Linked DNA regions of Mus musculus: region 2 is linked to region 1. The links are chromatin contacts, called in public HiChIP or PLAC-seq maps. All regions are on one chromosome and are shown on one strand. The core of a region is the stretch at or near the end of the contact, and the rest is flanking DNA. Distances in the headings are between cores, read along the strand shown.

The links. HiChIP or PLAC-seq counts read pairs in DNA pulled down with a chosen protein or histone mark.
Region 2: an H3K27ac HiChIP or PLAC-seq map of microglia shows a contact between it and region 1, with 5 times the contacts expected there. The contact joins two enhancer-like sites. A contact is called at or near these places in 1 of 39 promoter capture datasets (the HPC-7 cell line), 3 of 484 Hi-C or Micro-C datasets (all in embryonic stem cells), 10 of 115 datasets of contacts at active chromatin or transcription factors (bone marrow-derived macrophages, differentiating embryonic stem cells, embryonic stem cells and 2 more) and 1 of 9 other capture datasets (embryonic stem cells).

Annotation. Positions count from the first base shown.
Region 1 is chr8:83,175,032-83,180,808 of GRCm38.p6, forward strand. The region is part of intron 1 of Tbc1d9 (TBC1 domain family, member 9); the gene reads left to right. Among named protein-coding and RNA genes, the nearest start is that of Tbc1d9, 13 kb to the left of the region's middle. Within about 2 kb of position 3,335, at least 53 of the 459 cell types and tissues checked have an H3K27ac peak or open chromatin away from gene starts, as enhancers often do. A contact at or near this core is called in microglia, where this site is marked.
Region 2 is chr8:83,415,710-83,421,486 of GRCm38.p6, forward strand. It overlaps Clgn (calmegin), which reads left to right. Exons shown (of 15, transcript NM_009904.4): 9 at 4,495-4,608; 10 at 4,710-4,860. Among named protein-coding and RNA genes, the nearest start is that of Scoc, 24 kb to the right of the region's middle. Within about 2 kb of position 2,737, at least 5 of the 459 cell types and tissues checked have an H3K27ac peak or open chromatin away from gene starts, as enhancers often do. A contact at or near this core is called in microglia, where this site is marked.

The sequences.
Region 1 (5,777 bases), core at 2,085-4,584:
AAGAACACAGCAATTCATAGTTTTTTTCCCTTAAACATTTATATAGCGTGTATACACATACTATTCACATATATGCATACATTTATACTTGTGTATATCAGTTCAATTATGTGTTAAGTCCTAATGGAACTTAATGATTTCATGACTTCTTTATGTAATAGTCCCTGGCTATGTGACTCTTGGCTCATAAAAATTTCATGCCGAGTTAAGTGCTACTAGAGACAGTCTTTGCCCTGAGCAGATCTCCTTTGCTTAGTCTGTTATCTCTTCCCGATGCTGTTCTCACCGTGGTCACCGTGCACATCTGCCTCAAAGAGGCAGTGTGAACAAATGGGTATAATTTGTAGAGGATTTGGCAGGATTTTTGACACCACTTAGGTGCTTTCAAACTTACCTAAAAATCTAGTCAAGAGACAAGCAGTGGCAACTTCCCTGTGGATCTATGAGGAATTTGAGAGGCTGACAGACTCCCTGTGCCAGAACACTGCATGCTCTGTCCAGCCTGGTTGGTACAGACAGGACCCATGCTAAAGAGGTCAGGGTTCCCACATATGTATACACGTCAAGGATTTGGAGCTGGGAGGTTCATCTAGGGCCAGATGTAAGTCTCCGATGAAGTAGATAGGTTCTTCTATCCTACAGCAAAGGCCTGGACCACAGACACACAGTCAAGTCAGAAACAGAAAGTTATTAGTAAAGAAAAAGCTTTCCTGAGAATGGATGGGCTGGTGAGCTGAGGGGAACCCCAACACGCGTGCCAGGAGGTGTCCAGCCCTTGATAGCCACTTTCATGGCACCTGCTCCTGCGTTCTTTTAGCGGGCTTTTCTGATGCAAGCTCTGTCTGCAAGGGAAGCCCCGTCTTTCTCTGCTGGCCTGAGCATGTGCCTGAGCATGCGCCGTTCGTTTCCTGAAGCCTTCCAGTCTGTCTCCCCCCGCTGCCTTTCTTCATATGTTCATCTTGGCACAACTTTCCCCACTCGTTTTTTTTGTTTTGTTTTGTTTTTTGTTTTTGCATTTTCTTTATGAAGCAGACAACATGTTTCTCTTGCTGTGTCCAATGTGCTTTGCAACGTTTCTCTTCCTGTGAGAGTTTAGATTTTGCTGGTTTGTCTGCCATGCGGCTAACTAGCCTTTTAGCACTTGCTTCAGACAGTGTCAGGGACATTATAAGGAAGTATAAAAAGCATCCCTAGCTGTGTGACCCAGCTGTGTGTGCACAGCTGGATGTATTTGTAAGCAATGGAGTCAGGATTCAGCAGATATCTGCCCACCTATGCTGAGCATAGACCTACTCAGAATAGCCAAGCACTAGAACCAGCTTAGGTGCCCATCGTCAGATGAATGGGCAAGGAAAACATGGCACACAGACACAATGGAATATTAGTAGAGAGAAGAATGAAAGTCTTGTCATTTGCAGGAAAATGAATTGAGCTGTAGGTCGTTGTGTTAAGCAAAATAACTCAGATACAGAAAGATGAGTACACCGGGTTTGCTTTCATCCATCATGTGTGGAAATCAGATGATTTGAAAGTAGTAGAGGGACACTCGGGACAGGGAGGGGACCAGGAAGATCAGAAGTAGAGGAAACATGGGAAGGATGGTTGGGAAAAATGGGGCCAAAGTATAGCATATGAGTGTTGGGCATGCTGCAGCAAACCCCACTGATAGGATGTACTCTTGATATGGATTGAGTGTAGCAATAAATTTGTAAAAGGAGCCTTTATGGCTGCTAGCCCATTGTCTTTCTCCCCTGGTCTGTGTTATCAGGTGCTTATGGAGGAGTGGTTGTTGTACTTCACCAGTGTGTTAGTGAAGGAAGAACTCTGCAGCTGGGGGGAGGAGGGGAGATGGGGGGGGGAAGAGACAGATGGGAGTAGAGGGGGAAGAGACAGATGGGATGGAGTGGGGAAGAGACAGATGGAAGTTGGAGGGGAGAGAGGCAGATGGGTATGGAAGGGGAAAAGGCAGATAAGGTGGGGGCGATAGATAGGGGTAAAGAGGGAGAGACATATGGGGTGGAAGGGGGAGAGACAGATTGTGGTGGAGAGGGGGAGAGGTAGATGGAGGTGGAAGGGGGAATGACAGATGGGGAAGGGGGGACAGATAGGGGTGGAGGGGGAGAGACAGACGGGGGGGGGAGACAGATGGGGATGAAATGGAAGATGCAGATGGGGGTGTTCTTTTAAAGCAGTCTGTTAAAGTAAATGTCTCTCTGTGTGACATTAAGGCAGTTTCACAGTTATGGCAGATATATATAGGCTTTGCAGAGAGGTAAGACCCTGAGACATCATTGTTTCTACTTACCTCATTCCACTTTCTCTGCTTCCACTTCTTTTTCTTACCACCACCACCCTGCCCCCCCCCCCGTCTCACTCCCCCACCCCCACCCCATCTTCTGTGCACATTTCAGCAGCTCTGTCAGTAAGCAGTCCTCAGTGGCTCTCCTCTCCTCTTTTCCTCCCTTTCTCCCTTTCACAGGACCGATCCCCTGAATCCCTTTGGATACGGATGACCCAGGGGGAGGACTGGGTGGGAGACAGAGGACCTCAAATCCGCCAGTCTCCTCCCTCATCTCTCACTGTAGCTGAAACAGGGGACTCTGGAAGTTGTTAATCCGATTTTTCCCTTCCTGTCAGGCACAGAGGACAGCCCAGTCACTGCCTACAGTGGCCCGATGTTGCCCCAACCTCTGGCTCGCTTTAATGGCATTTCAGTTTTCCCTTAGGTCATTTTACACATCTTTTCAGAGCTATGGAAGTCCACTCAGCAGATCTGCTAGTGACCCAGTGGCTCCTGACTCTCAGTTGAGTCAGAGGCACAGAACCGCAGGGACCAGACCCTTTACTGTGTGAGAGCACAAGGGAGAGAGAATTTCAGGCTGACTTCAATGAGAGAAAGCTGTTTCCCAGTGTGACTGGATGTGGGCATGAGCCCTGTCCCCCTCTGTCATGGTTCTTCATTCATAGTGTGCCTCATTATGATGGTACATCCTCTGCCTGTGGTGTGATCCTTACTATTATAATGAGGTAAAGGCTAGCCCAGTGACGGTCTATGCGCATGTATGTGCTTCCTGTTGTGGGGAAATGGCTAGCATTGTCTTACAGCAAGCATAGTTAATTCAATCTCGTAGTGAATTTGCAGAGAAGTTGCCAGACTTCAAAGCCATTGTTAGATTAATCCTTAGCTGAGGCCACGACTTCCCTTTGCCCCTTTCTCTTTGCTCTTCTCTGTGTCCTCTTTCCCAGAGGGCTTGGTGACCGCATAGCTTTGAAGACAGCTTTGAGTTTCTTGTTTTATGTTTCTTTGCCTCTGTCCTGTGTGACACTCCCGCCCCCCGCTGGTTTGTTTGAAGCCAAGTTAATTCTCAGAGCCACTGGTTTCTCTTAAATCTCCACTGCAGCCTGTGCTGAGAAACTTCCATTTGAGTGAAATCGACTCTTCTGACTTTGGCTTGGGGGCACAGACAGGTGACTAGTCCTTGGCGTGACACCGGCCTGGGAAATGTAAACTGGGGCACACTTTGCTTTGCTTTGCTTTCCCAGTCTCAGCATTCTGGGACTCGCTGGGCAGGAGTTTGCTTGACTGAAGGTCAATGCAGCTCAAGGATTGATCTCTGTTTACACTTCAGACAGGAAACGTGAGCTCTGCTTATCTGGTTCTCCTCCACCCCATCGGCATTCTGTGATGTTTAGTGACAGCAAAACTTAAGCCCAGGCTTGTTCTGAACTCTTGTGTAATATTCTTCAATTGCATTTGGTATATGTAGTGCGTGTGTGTAACTGTGTATGTGTAAGTGTGTGTATGAAGGTGTGTTGAATGTGTGTGTGCACTCATGTGCACGTGCGTCACCATGCACACTTGGCAATCAGAGGACAACTTGAGGAAATCTGTTCTCTCCTTCCACTTTGTAGAACTTGGGGACTGAACTTTTTGGTCAGCGCCTTTACCCACATCTCAGCTGGACTCTCCCTGCCTCAGCCCTCTGAGCATTAGAATTGTAGGAAGCATTACCACACTTGACCTTAGCACTTCCTAATAAAAGAAATTGTATGAACTTCAAAATTTGGAAAGAAATTTAGTGGATCTATGGAAAGATCCACTAATCTAGTAGCAAAGGTAATCTTTCATAAAAGTGCTTTTATTATATTAACTATTAATTATTATATTATTTATATTATCTATTATACAACATTTAGGTGAATTATTTTGTTTTTATATACTATTCATGTTATATCTTTATACATTTTACATATTACTTTACTTTATTTATCATTCTAGCATTTATTGTCTCTATTATACATAAATATATAAGATATATTTATTATTTATATTTTCATTCATATCATATGTGTATATAATTATGTTAATTATATTATATTTGCATATATTATTCATTATTATAAATTAGTAGACTTACTTGTGAACTCTGTGACTAAAACATAAGGGGAAAATCATGAGTTCACTTCAGTCTGACACTCTACACTTTAGCACATTTACTTACTTGTCGATCGTATAATGAAAAATGTAAAACACATTTCTAGAAGCATCTTTGTAATAAATCTTTGCATCTAAGTCATCTAAAGCTAAAATTTAACACTGTTACTGTAGCTGTCTGTTTTCATTAGTCTATGATTGTATCGCTATTTTTTAACTACTCTTACAGAAGCTTAAGGGAGGAGGATATAACATTTATATAAGTCCTGTGGGTCTGGCCTTCTGCTGAGATCTTTCCATAGATCCACTAATTTCAAAATTGTAACAACCCAAGAGGTTTGATATTCCTTCTGTGACCAGTAAGGAAGCTAAGTGCTCAGAAAAAGTATGTGCTAGCAGCAAGCATCCGTTGAGTTTGTGTGCTTAGCTTTGACTGATATCAGAAGGGAAGAGGCTAAACAGGGAGAGGAAAAAGGAGTGGGGTCGGAGCCTGGGAAGGCCAGCAAGGGGGCTAAGCCAGTTCAGGCCTCAAAGGTGAAGCCTTGAGTATGCAAATTAGGAGACTGGTTAAGAGATGCTGCACCTTACCTCGTACAGTTGTTATTGACTAGTGACTGTCTGTGAGTTACATCTCTGTGACTTGTGTGGCTCTACAAGGCAGCCTGTGCTGAAGGCCCACATTCCCTACTTAAAGTTTTTGGAGGTTAGTCCTCTGGAGAAAGAACAGCAGATCCCCTTGTGAGTCTGTGCTTGCAACCAGACTACCTCCAGCTTCTCAAGTAGGTCTGAGTTGTAACCTGTCATCTTAGGAAGACTTGCCCTCTGGCCTTTACCTAAGACAGCCTCCTTCCCCTCCCTACTCCCTGGCTAAATACATTTTCCCCTTTCCTCAGCCCACTTGACAGAGGATCCTGAACCATCCCCATAGGGTGTCATGCTGTTTTGTTTTTATAAAGTAATAAGCCTACAGACCATCCTTCTCAGAGCTCTATAATCTGCTCACTGTCATCTCAGTTGCAGAGTGGGTATTTGCCCACATGACCTGTCCATGACATCTTCACATTTCAGGACCTCTGCTTGTGTGCTTCGTGGACATATTTATAATGGCTTGGGATCCCTTCCCCTTCCTTAGGGCCAATAAAAACATTGGTTGAAGGTTCTGGAGAAATGGCTCAGCAGGTAAGAACTCTTGATATACTTCATAGCTGCAAGTTCAACTCCTATTCCCACATAAGGTGGCTCACAACCTCCTGTAACTTCACCTTCAAGGAATCCAACATTCTCTTCTGGCCTCCTAGGGCATCTGCACACATGTGCACATACCCATGCGTGCACACGTGCA
Region 2 (5,777 bases), core at 1,487-3,986, 240 kb after region 1:
CCTATTACATAACCCTTAATTAAGATGTGCTAAATAGATTGTATTTCTTTTTGTATTTAACCACCGTGTTAGGTTGTGCTGTATAACAAATATCCTCAAATTGACCCAGCCAGGACAACTCATGCTGACGACTACCTCAGTGGGTTGAGTTGGGATGAGAGGAGGCCTGGCTGAGAGGCTGCTTAAGTGGCTGATCCCAGGTTTCAGTCCTTCCCCGCCTGGCCCCACCTGTAGGTGTATGTTCATGGCATCTTAGATCACACATCAGAATAGTGATCTAAGAAAGAGAGACAGCACCCCTAAAATGGCTGCCATGTTTTATAGCTGAGTCTAGAATTAGCACTCTGTCACCCTTTTGTCCCCTAGCTGGATGGACACTTCACAAAGGTGTGAATACAAATCCTGAGAGTTTTTAAAAAAGCTTCCTGTGAGACCATAACATGGTTTTTACATGCTTGTTGACATGCCTGTCTTGTCTGTACTTTCTCAGTCACAGTGAGGGGCTGGTGCTGACTCACACCCACCTGCTCAGCACTGTTACTATCTTTTTGGTTTCTTTTGTTGGGTACTACTTACAATTTAAGTATAAATTGTATGCTGCTAAACGCATTAGTGATGCACAGCTCTGTGGGTTCTGATGGACACACAGGGGTCTGTGGCATCCTCGTCTTCCCAGGACCCAGCAGCATTCTGCACCCCTGATGGGGTTTCCATCCCTGTAGCTTGGCAGAAATGGACTCTTACAGGGTCTGGCTTCTTGGTCTGGGTCCCATGCCTGCCTGGTGTTGGTGCCTCTGTTTGCAGCAGTCACACAGCACTGGGCATACGTCATGATTGCTCCATCCATTCACAAGTTAATGGAAATCCCCATGATTTCCCAGTTTATTTTTTTTTAAAAGCTTTATTTATTTATTCCATGTATATGAGTACACTGTAGCTGTCTTCAGCCACACCAGAAGAGGGCATCAGATCCCATTACAGATAGTTGTGTGCCACCATGTGGTTGCTGGGAATTGAACTCAGGACTTTTGGAAAAGCAGTCAGTGCTCTTAGCCATCTCTCCAGTCCCCCACCCCCACCACCCCCGATTTCCCAGTTTTGAGGAATTACAAGTAAATTTGTAATAGAAATCTGCAGGCAGAACTTTGGAGGGTAGGTGCCAAGGCACGGAATTGCTGGACTGTTCTGAGAACGCATGTGTGAACCAATGCGAAGTTGCCAGCCTGTCTCAGGCTATGCTCCTGTGCAGTCCCTCCAGCCTTGTGGGAGGGTTTCAGCTGCTTTACATTTAGATCTCTGTGTTTGCGAGTTTTTGTTTTAGTTTTGGTTTGAGTGTAAAAGCTTTGCAGTGTCACTGTCTTACCTCACGGTTTGCACCTCTCGGCATCTGGTCCTTCACTACGGTGTCTATCAATTCTTTGCTGAAGTAGCATTTTTAGTTTGTCAAATATTTTTATTACTGTGTGTGTGTGTGTGTGTGTGTGTGTGCACGCGCGCGCGCGCGCGCGTGCCCCACAATGCCCTTGTGACAGTCAGAGGATAACCTGAGGTAGTCAGTTCTCTCCTTCCATTAAGCAGGTCCTGGGGATTGAATTCAGGTTGGCAGCAGGCATCTTTATCCATTGAGCCATCTTGCTGGCCCTAAAGTGGGTTTCTTGCAGGCAACACACATTCAATTCTTTCTTCCCTGCTTCCCATGAGTTCTCCCTGCTGTGACATGCTGAAAATGTGTTTCTATCAGTGTAGTTTTTTAAGGATAGTTTTCACTGACTACTAAGCATGGCTGAGCAGCGGCCTCTGACGAGGCACCCCTTTCCTGAAAGCTCACAGTTTGTAATGGTGGGTGGATGATCTCTGCCCAGCTTGTCACTTATTTTCAATTCTAAGGTATTCTCCCACATTGCCAGTTTTCAGATGTTTGCTTTTGCTATGTTCTGATATAAATGTCTTTTTCCTCATGGTGTCTTCCTGTTCTTTGAGCTTCTTAGAACATAGGCCTGCAGTTTGTGTGATGTGTAGATTTGGCTGCTACTCTACTGGGTATCCCGGCAGCTCCATGCATGTGTGTTTCATTGTTTGCCATTGTTCCTTCTGGTCAGTGCCAGCACCCGGCCACCTTGGGCGTGAACTCAGCAGACAGTCCCACTGCCCCCAGAGGAGGTACCACTTCCAGGTGCTCTAACACACCCAGGATCTTAGGATCCCTGATTTTGTTTTCTTTGTCTGTATGTGAAAAGTCATTTCCTCCAGTCATGTGTTTGCAAACATTGATGCAACCACCTGCACAGAACACGGGTCTTGTTCTTAGGAAAACCAAACATGTCAAGTACTGCAGATCCAGAGAGATGTTGTCCGTGGTGGGGTTGCCTTTCCCTTCAGACAAGCTTTGCAAAGGGCAGGAGGAGCAAACCACTTCCCAGCATCTCTTGATGAGTCCTGAGTACAGGGGTGCGTCCCCTGCGAACCCACACTGTTTCAGGCTTGTAGACCCAGAAAGAGGAAGAAGCTGTAGATAACAGCTTCATGCTTGGCAAATGCCTTAGATTTCTGTTAGAAGATACCAAAAGAAAGGCTTTGTCAAAAGCCAGCGTCTGGTTGCTTGTGAGTGTTCAGAGAATGTCCCTGAGGTCGGGTAGGCTGAGTCTGTGCACTAATAGGATTGGGTTTAGTCTGTGTTGCAGCCATGAGTGAGCAGATGGGGTCACAGCGTCCCCATCTCCGCAGCGGTAATGTTACGGTGACGTCATGGTCATTCTCCTAACACTCACCATGCTCGTGCCCCTCAGAGTTTTCTTCCTAAGTCAGTGTTGCTTTCTAAATTAGAATGCTAGAGGTATCGGAGAGTATGAAGAATCTTTTAAAATATGACATGAATTAGAAAAATCATAAAATGCTAATTAATTTAGCTTCTGGAAAACATACAGTCTGTGTATGGCAAAAGGAACAATAGAGTCATGGCCAGGCACCGTGTTAGAAACTTGTAGCTCAGCACTTGAAAAGTGTGAGCAGGTGGGTCAGGACATTAAAGTTATTCTTGACTACACAGAAAGTTCCAGGCTAGCATGGGTTACATGAGACCCTGTCTAAAGAAGGGCAAGGGAGGAGAAGAGAGGGGAGGGGGAGGGGAGGAGGAGAGGGGAGGGGAGGGGAGGGAAGAGAAAAGAAGGGAAGAGAAGGGGGAGATGGAGGGGATGGAAGTGGAGAGGGAGAAGAGCAGAAACTTTTATTTTAAACGTATGCGTGCTGGTGAGATGACTCATTAGGTAAAGGTGCCTGCCACTGGGCCTGATGGGCAAAGTTCCACCTTGGAGCCCACCTGGAAGAGAGAACCAGCTTCTACAAGTTGTCCCCTGACCTCTGACCTCCTGTGTGCTGTGGCATACGAGTCCACTCTCATGTGCGCGCACACAGACATATACAGAGAAATAATTAAATGTGATATTTTTAAAACCTGGAAAAGTAGAAAGAGGAAAGATTATATTTTTACAGTATATAGTCAACAAAGGGCTGATTTCATAATGTAAACTAAATAAGCTGCCTAGAGAGATATGAATGGCTTGGCTATGCACTCGCTCTGAAGTGTGTACCTAGCTTGGATGGAGAGTCCTTACTCCTGGATATCTGGACTAGGCCCCACTATCGACATTCCTCTCCGCATCGCCTGTCTTGCCTGAGCTCTGGACAGGATTGCCCACTGAGCTCTTGCTTCTGGCCCTGCAAGCTCTTTCTACACTGAGTCTGCACTGAGACGTTCCCGAGCCATTCCCACACACAGACATGGTCCACAGGCTTCTGAGCCACATGGTAGGAGGTGGTTGTGGAAACGAGCACAGTCCTCGGTGCAAATGTCTGGGTTAGATTTGCTTCACTGCGACAGAAAACACTCAGGAGTCAACACAGGAGGAAGAAATACCTGGGTTCAGTGTCAGCCATTCTATCCAGAGGTAGCCGGCTCCACTGTCGCTGGCTGTGCCATCAGGACACCTTGGAAAGAAGCATGTTGTGAAACAGCCCTGGCCACGTTGTGACATCAGCAAGCAGAGAAGGATCTCCTGCTTGAAATCCATTAAGCTAGGAATCTGAAAATAGATTAATTTGTGAATCAAAACCCTCATGATGCAGCACCCCTCCTCTAAGCTCACCTCACCGGGAACCAGGCCTCCATCACACAACGCAAACCGTGTCACAAGGCAGCCAGGGCATAACTTTTGACTGAGTTTGAGTGGCAAAGGCAAAATTGAGCTTGCTGAGTATGCAGTGTTATCCTTTATGTAAAAAAGTGTGTGCAGTGTGTGCATGGAACAGGAGACCACATACAACAAGGGAACAGTGTGTGTGGGGTGTGTGTGTGTGTGTTGGCCTGTAAAATGCCCTTAGTAGGCTCACAGGCCAAATGATAGGACATACTGCCATGGTACCTTCTGGACATTTTGACATGTGTATTTAAGAACTTCTTAGAAGAGTAAATTCACTGTTGTAACAATGTATTTACAGGGATGAAAATGAACCTGCCCAAATAGAAGACTCAAGTGCTGTTAAACCTGATGGCTGGCTTGATGATGAACCAAAGTTTATCCCCAATCCTAAAGCTGAGAAACCTGAGGACTGGTGAGCATTCCTTAGTTTCACGAGGTGCCAAGTGTATCTTGATTATTTACTACTTCTCATTGCTTCCTAAAAGCCTGGGAGCTAATATCTGATCATTGCAGGAGTGACGACATGGATGGAGAATGGGAGGCACCACATATTCCTAATCCAGCCTGTCAGATTGGATGTGGAGAATGGAAACCTCCCATGATCGATAACCCAAAATACAAAGGAATCTGGAGACCACCAATGATCAATAATCCTAACTACCAGGTGATAGCACTGTCCCCGTTCTGCAGTAAGGTCGGATCGTTTTATCTCATCCTCACCAGTGTCTGCAGCTCTTAGAAGTCTCATTTGTAATTTTATGAAGTTAAAGAAAGTCAACCGCTGGGTGTGGTGGCGCACGCCTTTAATCCCAGCACTTGGGAGGCAGAGGCAGGCGGATTTCTGAGTTCGAGGCCAGCCTGGTCTACAGAGTGAGTTCCAGGACAGCCAGGGCTACACAGAGAAACCCTGTCTCAAACAACAACAACAACAACAACAACAACAAAAACCCAAAAAGAAAGAAAGAAAGAAAGAAAGAAAGAAAGAAAGAAAGAAAGAAAGAAAGAAAGAAAGAAAGAAAGAAAGAAAGAAAGAAAGAAAGAAAGCCAACTAATTTAGGAAAGAGGGACTACATGGATCTCCCTAGGAGGGGAAGATAGAATAGATGTTATGGGTGGACTGCGGGTGGGTGGGGATCAGATTGGGGAGTGATGAGGTAAAGACAGAGAGTGAAGGGAGAGATGGCTGGGATTGGGGGACCACTTGAGGGATAGGAACCTAGTGCAGTGGAAACTTCCTGGAATCTATGAAGGTGATCCTAGTGAGGGGTCCTGGTAATGGGGAATACAGAGTCCCAACTAGTCATCTCTGTAGCCAGGCAAGGCTTCCAGTGGTGAGAGCAGGGCACATTCAATTGAGTCATTGGCTAAGAAGATCCCATGGAACTCCCTAAACAAGCCAGGCTGTTGCAAAGCGTTGCTGTCTGAAAGCTGATGGGGGTGGGGGTGGGAGAATGGGGGCAAGAGAATTGTACCCAGACACTTCCTGTGAACATGGAGAGGTTGCGCTGGTGCCTACCTGGAGTCCCCACCCTACATTCTAGTCTGTGGTGCAGGAAGGTACACTGTAAGCTACAGAAACAG